Linked DNA regions of Mus musculus: regions 1 and 2 are each linked to region 3. A link is a contact called in public promoter capture Hi-C data. All regions are on one chromosome and are shown on one strand. The core of a region is the stretch at or near the end of the contact, and the rest is flanking DNA. Distances in the headings are between cores, read along the strand shown.

The links. Promoter capture Hi-C pulls out the DNA fragments that hold promoters and counts their contacts.
Region 1: a promoter capture Hi-C map of second pharyngeal arch cranial neural crest shows a contact between it and region 3. The contact joins the promoter of Zfp184 here to the promoter of Zscan12 in region 3. A contact is called at or near these places in 4 of 39 promoter capture datasets (cranial neural crest, frontonasal cranial neural crest, pre-B cells and 1 more) and 1 of 115 datasets of contacts at active chromatin or transcription factors (memory CD8 T cells).
Region 2: a contact with region 3 is called in a promoter capture Hi-C map of pre-B cells. The contact joins the promoter of H2bc12 here to the promoter of Zscan12 in region 3. A contact is called at or near these places in 12 of 39 promoter capture datasets (3T3-L1-derived adipocytes, the C10 cell line, the HPC-7 cell line and 8 more), 1 of 484 Hi-C or Micro-C datasets (embryonic fibroblasts), 1 of 115 datasets of contacts at active chromatin or transcription factors (memory CD8 T cells) and 1 of 9 other capture datasets (liver).

What each region holds. Positions count from the first base shown.
Region 1 is chr13:21,943,165-21,946,381 of GRCm38.p6, reverse strand. Zfp184 (zinc finger protein 184 (Kruppel-like)) reads right to left here and starts at 1,288. Exons shown (of 6, transcript NM_183014.1): 1 at 1,183-1,288; 2 at 583-826. The coding sequence starts at 589.
Region 2 is chr13:22,034,169-22,037,479 of GRCm38.p6, reverse strand. It overlaps H2bc12 (H2B clustered histone 12), which reads right to left and starts at 1,659. Exons shown (of 1, transcript NM_175665.2): 1 at 1,160-1,659. The coding sequence starts at 1,593. The coding sequence ends at 1,213. H2ac12 (H2A clustered histone 12) reads left to right here and starts at 1,837. Exons shown (of 1, transcript NM_175659.2): 1 at 1,837-2,358. The coding sequence starts at 1,928. The coding sequence ends at 2,314.
Region 3 is chr13:21,361,286-21,364,459 of GRCm38.p6, reverse strand. It overlaps Zscan12 (zinc finger and SCAN domain containing 12), which reads right to left and starts at 1,640. Exons shown (of 4, transcript NM_016684.2): 1 at 1,588-1,640; 2 at 409-880. The coding sequence starts at 810.

The sequences.
Region 1 (3,217 bases), core at 39-2,538, 580 kb before region 3:
ATGCTAACTAGGAAAAGACTACTCAAAGAAGTCTAGCGATCTTATATGGACCTATCATAGGAAATGAGACTTAGGCTGCTTGACAGGGAACTTAGGAGTTCTAACAGCTGAATTCACAGGTAACGGCATCATTGTAAAATTACTGACAGTATCTGGTGCTTTTAAGATCTACACACAGGTTACAGGACTAGGCACTGTTAGTAAAAGGAACTAAAAAACAAGGAAACATTTGCACCCAAATGGTGAGTTTAAGTCCACACACACACTTGCACCAGAACAAGCTTGAAAAAATTGCTTTCTGCAAGATATTTCAAAACTAATCTTTGCAATAAGTTAAAACACCTTTTTTTTTCTGACTAAAGTTTTCTATTCGGAAATGTAATAAAAGAGAAATGTCAAGAGGATCAGATATTCTGAACTGTTGTTCCTTTTCAAATTCTGATGTCCAGAACTCAGAATTAATTCTTTCAAGCCTCTTTCGATGATGTAATTAGGTTTCTTTACCCCTGGCCACATTACTTCTTCCTCCCACCTCTCAGTTCGCCATACACCAGTCCTCTCTGCCCTGGCCATTGCCATTACCTGCCATCCCAGGAGCTCTACGTCTTCCGCTAGAACTTGGACACGTGGATACCTGGGCAGCTTCAGTTTGGGACTTGGATGTCCCGCTCTCCTTCCAGAGTAGGTGTCTTATGCTCTACGAGACTGGCCTACCAGGCACAGGATACACTCTGCAGCACGCGTCTTACAGTCGCACCTCAGACTCGTACAGAGTAGCCAAGAGGTCCTGTCCAAGATCGGACGTGCACAGGGGAAGTTTGGATTGCTACAAGAAACAAAAAGTGAATAGGGAGCGAACAGCTCTGCCTCGCTGCAGTAGAGACTCTGGGCGCCCACCTAGTCTTGGCCACCCGCCCTCCACAGGGTCTGCGATCTCCCACTTTCCCAGGCGGCCAGACACACCTGTTGCGGGGCACACCAGAAAGGCGGGCTGCTCCGCATTTTGCTGGCCCGGCCCAGAACAAAGGAACAAAGCCTTGGGGAACCCGCGGTCCCCGGCAACGCCGAGGGGAGGCGCGCCCCCTTCCCTGACTCCCCGGCTTCCTCCCGCGCATGCCGCACTACGCGAGCCCGCAAGGTGACGTCACACACCCAAGGCGCTGGTGGTTGCCATGGTGATACCTGGACTCCAGTCTTGTGACGCACTCCAAGGATCCTGGATCCAGATGACCTGGGATGGTCATCAAAACTCAGGCTGTGAGTTTACGCCGTGGGACGAGCCAAACGCCCACCCCTTTCCACGCCCACAGTCGGCTTAGCGGTCACTTCCGGTCGCGTAGACCCTTTCCCTTGGTTTCCCCCTCCCCGCAACACACAGGAGCGCCTCACCGGGGAACACAAAGGACCACAATTCCCAGAATGCAACGCGCAGTGTTTCTGAATTACTTTTCCCAGGTTTCCACAAATGCTGCAGTCCCTCCTGGTGGCTCGGGAGGTTGAACCTGCCTACCGTTTGTGTCCAGTGATTTGGATTGTGAGCAGAGGTGGCCATATATAGCGTTTGTAACCAATATTCACACACCCTCAGGGTTTTGGGCGGAGATGTTGGGGGCAGTACCATGCCCCTCAGGCTGGTCTCGAACTTGCTATATACATGTGGCTGGCCTTGAAATCCTGATCCACCTTCTCCACCTCCTAAGGATCTGACCTCCCCTCACAGAGAATTTCAAAATGCAAGCGTACATTTCATCGTTCAACCCTACTTTTATTACCTGGTTGGTCTGCATTCTCATTTATATGGTATTTGTCGTTTTGAAAATATTTTTTCGTTTTCATGTCTTCGAAAAACGACTCTCATTTTTTTTTTAAATACTAAAGAAGCCGGGAGAAGGTGATGGTACAGTATTTTACATACTGCACGTTTCCTTGCCTAGCACTTAAAGCATATCCATTAGTGCTCTAGACGAACACAGAAGATTGCAACAAATAGGTTTTTATGTTTCAAAGATGTGGCCCACTCATCTAAGGGCTTCTGTTCCTCCCCAGTTATTTGACAGAAGGGCTAAAGTGGCTCCCCTCCTTAGCTGAGAGCACCAGACCTGGAAATGATAATGCTACACATGAAAACTTTAAGGAAAGGGGATGATATTTAGAGAAATGGTTGCAACAAGACATTCGATAAAAAAGAGAATGCAAACAGCAATCATGTTTAGTTTTTTTTTTTTAATTGATTTTATGTGTCTGTTTGTGGGCATATGTGAAGGGACATGCTTTGGTGTCCAGAAAAGGATGTAGGAGCCCTTGGAACTAGAATTTATAGAAGACTGCATGCTTAGGACCAGACTTCTAACACTAGCTTTTCTGTTTGCTGGCTAGGAGCACCTCACAGGTTTTGGTTCTGGGAATGGGGCTCTGTTGAAATAAATGCCTGGACACATGAAAGTGACTTTGAAATTTGATTATGAGTAGAAGCTAGAAGAATTACTGAGTTATAGCATTTAAACTAAATTATTCTTAAAAGATGGATGCTGGGGATGGTGAGATAGCTCAGCGGGTAAGAGCACTAACAGCTTTTCAGGAGGTCCTGAGTTCAAATCCCAGCAACCACATGGTGGCTCACAACCATCTGTAGTAACATATGAGGCCCTTTTCTGGTGTCTAAAGACAGCTACAATGTACTTACATATAATAAATAAATTATTTTTTAAAAAGTCTCAAATGCCTTTAAAAAATGGATGCTATATAGACATTAGATTCTAGTGATGACTCAGATGGAAGTGAGGTGCATGGGAAACAGCTACAGTCATCTTTCATATATTCTCATGGTTAGGACAGTCAACCACATGTCTGTTTACTACACTGAAAAATCCAGACTGGGAGATATTTGAAAACTGTAATGACAATTTTGGAATTTTGGTTGTTTTTTTGTTTTTTTTTTTTTTTTTTTTTTTAAGAAATATAAGAATGTGTTCTAGTTTTAATCCCAGGTGTGGGATTACGAGGCTGCTTCAGACTGTCCAAAGCAGTTGATTATGATTTACCTCATGCTCTAGCAGAGGCATGGTTTTGCCAGCTGCAGATTGTTTCTGCAACTATGTGACGTTTGGGATTTTAGGAACCTTTCAAACGCTAGGGCACTGAGAGGTGGGGTTGGTGGTTGGTGGTCATTCAGATTGGTTGTAGTTTGTTAGTCATGCTCAAGAAGAAATAAGAAAAA
Region 2 (3,311 bases), core at 410-2,909, 670 kb before region 3:
CCTTCTCCAATTAATTACCTCCACCCTTGCTCTTTGCTTTGAAAATAGTTTTCTTTATATCCCTCTAGATTGCTTCCAGCATTAAAAAAAATAAAATAAAATAGTAAATACTACCTCAGATTTGTGTAAAGATTAAATGGGCTGGGCAGTGGTGGTGCACGCATTTAATCCCAACACTTGGGAGGCAGAGGCATATGGATTTCTGAGTTCGAGGCCAGCCTGGTCCAGGGCTACACAGAGAAACCCTGTCTCGAAAAAAAAAAAATTAAATGGGTTCATATGCTTGGCATGTTGATAAGCACTCAAGAAGTGATTACAGTCATTTTATATGTTTTCAGAATATTAACCTAACAGGCAAATTTCTAATAAAGACTTGGATGGATAGAAAACTTGTTCTGCTTGATAAAATATTCCAGTCTGACCTTGCTCACCTGTAAGATCACCTCCAGGAGAAAGCAATCCATCCTGTATTCTCAATATCTGTATCCTTAAAGCTTAGACAGGGAAGAGGCAAAAATGTTTCCCTTTAAATAAATTGTCCCCCATGGGTCCCCTCTGCCTCCACACCACACCCCAGGGTTTCACTGTGCAGCCCTGACTGTTCAAACTCACTCGGTAGACTAGACCGGCCTCAAACAGGCATCCACCTGGCTTTGCCTTCAGAGTGCTGGGTTCAAATAAAGGCAGGCACAACTACAGCAAGGTTTAAATCGTTGGTTTTGTCTGGTTTGGCTTAACTAGCCTCCATTTAACTTTTTTTAACAGGAGACCGGATCTTGTAAGCTAACCTAGCCAGAATTTCTAACACAGAACACGATTTTAAGATCCTAATCTTACTTCTACTTACCAGAACACAAGCATTATAGATGCGCTCCACCTCATCCAAACTTACGCAGCAATGGGGACTAAGCTGAGCTTCAGGTATGCCAAACACTCTCCCAGCTGAATTTACACCCTCAGCCCTGACCTGATTTTGAACAAATTACGCCAGAATACAATATAACTTTAAGTCAAAAGGTCATTGTGGCTTACACAAAACTGGGAGACCCTGACCGAGACAAGCAACTCTGTAGTGCATTCAACACTACATACACCTGCCACAGGAATCAAGAGCCGTACTCGAAGGTGAATTCATGTTTGCAGCTCTAATACTGGTGGTTTAGTGGCTCTTAAAAGAGCCTTTGGTGCTAGACGTCAACCCTATTGAGAAGTTTACTTGGCGCTAGTATACTTGGTGACAGCCTTGGTGCCCTCCGACACGGCGTGCTTGGCCAGCTCCCCGGGCAGCAGCAGGCGCACGGCCGTCTGGATCTCCCGGGACGTGATGGTCGAGCGCTTGTTGTAATGCGCCAGGCGGGACGCCTCGCTCGCGATGCGCTCGAAGATGTCGTTCACGAACGAGTTCATGATGCCCATGGCCTTGGAGGAGATGCCGGTGTCGGGGTGCACTTGCTTCAGCACCTTGTACACGTACACCGAGTAGCTCTCCTTGCGGCTGCGCTTGCGCTTCTTGCCGTCCTTCTTCTGGGCCTTGGTGACGGCCTTCTTGGAGCCCTTCTTCGGGGCGGGAGCGGACTTCGCAGGCTCAGGCATGGCGTAGAAATGAATAGAAAACAAAGCTGAACACCCAACAGGACAAGCAGATAGGAACACCACGGGTACTCTTTATCTAGAACTTCGTATGCAAATAAAGTGAAATGCCCTTGTCTGGGTAGTGGTCACTCAGAGAAAAGGCTGAGCCTGCTTTTACCCAATGAGAATACACAACTCCCAAAACCTCGTTTCCATTGGTTAAGTTGAACTCACAATGCTAACCAATGACGGGCCTCCTTTTTCGCGCCCTGGCTTGACTATAAAAATCTACAGAGTTTCCCTTTGTTTCTGCTGTTTAGCTAACGCTTACCAGGGAAGTTTTAAGTTGTACAATATGTCTGGACGCGGTAAGCAGGGCGGCAAGGCTCGCGCCAAGGCCAAGACCCGCTCCTCCCGGGCCGGCCTGCAGTTCCCCGTGGGCCGCGTGCACCGGCTGCTCCGCAAGGGCAACTACTCGGAGCGCGTGGGCGCCGGCGCCCCGGTGTACCTGGCGGCCGTGCTGGAGTACCTGACGGCCGAGATCCTGGAGCTGGCGGGCAACGCGGCCCGCGACAACAAGAAGACGCGCATCATCCCGCGCCACCTGCAGCTGGCCATCCGCAACGACGAGGAGCTCAACAAGCTGCTGGGCCGCGTGACCATCGCGCAGGGCGGCGTCCTGCCCAACATCCAGGCCGTGCTGCTGCCCAAGAAGACCGAGAGCCACCACAAGGCCAAGTGAAGCAGGTTTCAATATCTCCCAAAGGCTCTTTTCAGAGCCACACACAAAGTCCAGAAAGAAGCTGGTACATGTAAATCTAAGATCTCCTTTGTGAAGTGATAGTACTAATTCCAACCACGTGGTGAGTAAGCTGCAGTCCAGTGTAAATGTGTTCTCTCCGCGTGGGACTTAAGCATTCAAGTTTAACCCTTCTAGGAATATTTGGATCTTGAAACTGCTTTCTTGGTCTTTTTTTCATCAAGTATTTTTTGTTTTTTCAGACAATCTCATTAAAACCCACTGTAGGACAAGCCAGTCTGCCTCTGCCTTGGATATTGGGACTTTGACCTTCCCAAGCTGGCATAATCTATCATAGACACCAGGTCTGGTTAACCTTCAACAGATGAGGTTTTACTTTTTTTTTCCACTTTGCAGCAGAACATGTTAGAAGACTTTACAGGTCTTAATGCTGCTTAACTGGTGTGTGTGCATGCCCACCTGCTAGCCAGAAGTAAACGATCAATTTTAAGTTACTTTTTTTTTCTTCTAAATCCCCATAATGTTTTCACAAATCTTACTGCTCAAAGGAGCAGAAACTCGGGGGGGGGAGGGGGGGTAAGAGCCTGCCTGGTAACGAAGGGGATAAAGTCCTCAACTTGACCCAAGAATAAAATTTAACAAAACAGTGTAAAGAATATGTGTGCTCTGCAGTTCATTTCTAAAAATAGAGCCTAATTAATTGTGTTGAAATAATGATTCCAAGTTCAGTATTATTGATCTGAGAGGCTACAAAATTGTAAGCAGTTGGTGTGACCTAGTGTGTCACTACTGAGAACTTCAGTAACGCCAGCCACTTGCAAAGAGAGAAGCTGGAAAAGGAGTTCCAACAGCAGCCCATGAAACAGGAAATTCTGTACATTTATGGACTTGTGGAAATCGGACTCTGAGTTTAGAGAAGAGTTTCTGAGAATAGCATGTCGGTGACTGGCAATATCAGAATATAAGAGAGTGATTTAGT
Region 3 (3,174 bases), core at 391-2,890:
TTCGCACCCTATTACCACCATCTAATACCTTCTTCTTCTTCCTCTTCTTCTAGTATCTTCGCTCGTAGTATATGCCTTGTGTGTCTGAACTAAGCATCAGATAGAACTTTGTAGCTTAGCACAGAAATAAAACAACCCCACTGATGAAAAGGAATAATTAAACTAAGACCAGACAGGAGTGGACGTACATACCTGTAATCTCAGCACCAAGGATATGAGACAGGAAGATTACAAGCCCAAGGCTAGGATGTACAACGTACAAGTTCAACTCCAAATTCCCATGACACTTAAAGTCCCCTTTGGATCCAACTAAATGTCAATATGCTTTGTAAAATAGTGGTATACTTCACTTTGGCCTACAAATTCAGTCGCGCTTAGGAAAGAGGACCCCTCCCCCCTTTTTCTTACCCGGTATCCTAGTTCATCAAGCTCTCTCTCTAAATCCTCCAGCACAGTCACCACCTCCTCCACACTCTCCGGATTCTGCTCCTGCACCCAGGCCTGCAGCTCCCCTGGCAGGATGGTCAGGAACTGCTCCAGCACCAGCAGCTCCAGGATCTGCTCCTTGCTGTTCAAGTCCGGCCGCAGCCACTGTCTGCAGAGCTCGCGCAGCCGGCTCAGAGCCTCCCGGGGTCCAGAAGTTTCCTGGTAGCAAAACTGTCTGAAGTATTTTCGGAAGACGTCTCTGTTATAAGTGTTCTTTTGTAGGTTCCTATCTTGTCTGGTGGTATACTTACATTCTTCCTCCATTTTTATTTCCAAAAGTCCACCCTGGTTCTTACAGACCTTGGTATCACTAGTAGATGTCATCGTAGCTAGATAAAAGATGTATCAATCTTTCAAGTAATAACTCCTTGGTAAATCTTCTTACCCAGTGGACCTAAGGGATAAGTCATCGTTACTAACACGAACTACAATAAGCAAATACCGCCTATTCTAAGAGTTAAGTGGGAGAGTTGAAAAGCTGCCCTCCGGTTAATCTACTGTATTGACTGGATTGTACGTGGACTTTCACAAAAATAGACAAAAGTGAAAAAGATGTCAAATTGTTTCAGGACTTCAGGGAGTAAAGCTTGGGAAGAAACTTACCTCCACTTACTCCTAAAGTGAACAACAACTAACTGAAATAAACAAAAAATTTTGGAATTAGCAGATAGCGTTGGGGAAGGGCAACCGCTGCCTGGCGGGTGGGAAGTTCAACTAACAGTACCACCAAAAATAACGGAAAGAGTACAAGAGTAGGGTACGCCTGCCTTGCTGCTTTTGATTTTTTTTTCTGCGTACCTGGCACAAATCACATATACATAGTACAGTCTCCCAACTGGCTTTAGTTGGAACTTAACCACTCATAAAGGTTAGAAGTTGGGGAGGGTGCTCTGCTTTTCTCCTGCCCCTCCAGTTCTGTGACTCTAACTTAAAGTTCTGCAGCGTGCCTAGGTCCGGGCCAGCTCCGCGCCCCAGGGGGACCCATAGGCAGCCGCAGCGCAGCCCGGGTGGCCTTTCCCCCGGTTCCAAGCATCTTTCTAAGGCCGAGAGTCTAGGTAGCAGGGAGCACCCTCCCCCCGCCTGGAGCACGAGCTCGCTCACCGCGTCGCTCCTGCGCAGGGAAGGGAATCCAGCCCTCCCAGGAACCGGAAGTCATCGCGGACTCCCACAAAGGCCGGAAGCGGTGGAGCCCTGTTGCTCCCAGAGCCACTCTAGGGAGCCACGGAGTTCCACTCAGTGGTTTGTCCTTACTCTGGCAAAAGAAGTTGGGATTTTCTGTCTAATCATAGTGAGCATGCCGGTCCTTATCCGGTTTCGCGTTTGTGTTTCAGTATCACTGAGATTAGTGATGTCTCAAAGAGACATTCTTCTGGTCAATGGGAAAAAATGTATTAAAAGGATAATTTAGTAAGTTAACAGGATATTATGAACACTAAAATCAGCCTTCATAAGTACGAGTGTGAATGAAAAGACCACAGCTACAAAAGCAACAGCAAAAATACTCAGAGCTCAAGAGATGTGCCACATTTACTTGGGGCTAACTTTAAAACACTTTAAAAGCCAAATATGAACATAAATAGGAGGCAATAAGCTTTCTTGGGTAGAAAAACTCAACAAAGCAGTCAGTACTAATTAAATATGTTTGCAACTATGGTATCCCAATAAACACAACCATTTTTCTAGAATTAAAAAAAAATGTTTGTTTGTTTGTTTGTTTTAATTTAAAAGGAGAGTCCAAAGAAAAATCCCTGAAAAAGAATAGTGGTTAATGCTCTTATCATGCACCAGAACATTCTGTGTTCTGGAAGTGAAAACAAAACAACAACAACAAAAATCTCACCCTGTTCTTAGCTAATGTACATGTCGAGGGTAACCAGAAAACCAAGCACAAGCTCTCAAAGATAGTAGTAATTTATTATCGAGCAAAATACATGTAGAGTGTGGCTTAGGACATTGATTTACATAACCAGAACAAAAGAAAGTAGTAAATCAAGACAACTTTAAAAAAACAATTAGTGGAAATGTAAGTTAGGTGGTGTCTTAGTCTGGGTTTCTATTCCTGCACAAACACCATGACCAAGAAGCCAGCTGGGGAGGAAAGGGTTTATTCAGCTTACTTTTCCACACTGCTGTTCATCACTAAAGGAAGTCAGGACTAGAACTCAAGCAGGTCAGGAAGCAGGAGCTGATGCAGAGGCCACGGAAGGATGTTTCTTACTGGCTTGCTTCCCCTGGCTTGCTCAGCCTGCTCTCTTATAGAACCCAAAACTACCAGCCCAGGGATGGCATCACCCACAAGGGGTCCTTCCCCCTTGATCACTAATTGAGAAAATGCCTTACAGCTGGATCTCATGGAGGCATTTTCTCAACAGAAACTCCTTTCTCTGTGATAACTCCAGCTTGTGTCAAGTTGGCACACAAAGCCAGCCAGTACAGGTGGGTTATAGCTATCTGGAAAATTCTTAGCCTTTTGATTGGTGAAACCAAGTGATCTGTTAGTACATTTCAAAGGGATTTACCTAAAAAGCAGAAGGACATTAAGGCAGACACATGGGTGGGCAATGAATGGTTGTAAAGAGCTATATGTAACAAAAGACAATTTGTCTCTGGACCTACAACTTTAAAACTCTCCACAACTGCCGGGCGGTGGTGGCACATGCCTTTAATCCCAGCACTTGGGAGGCAGAG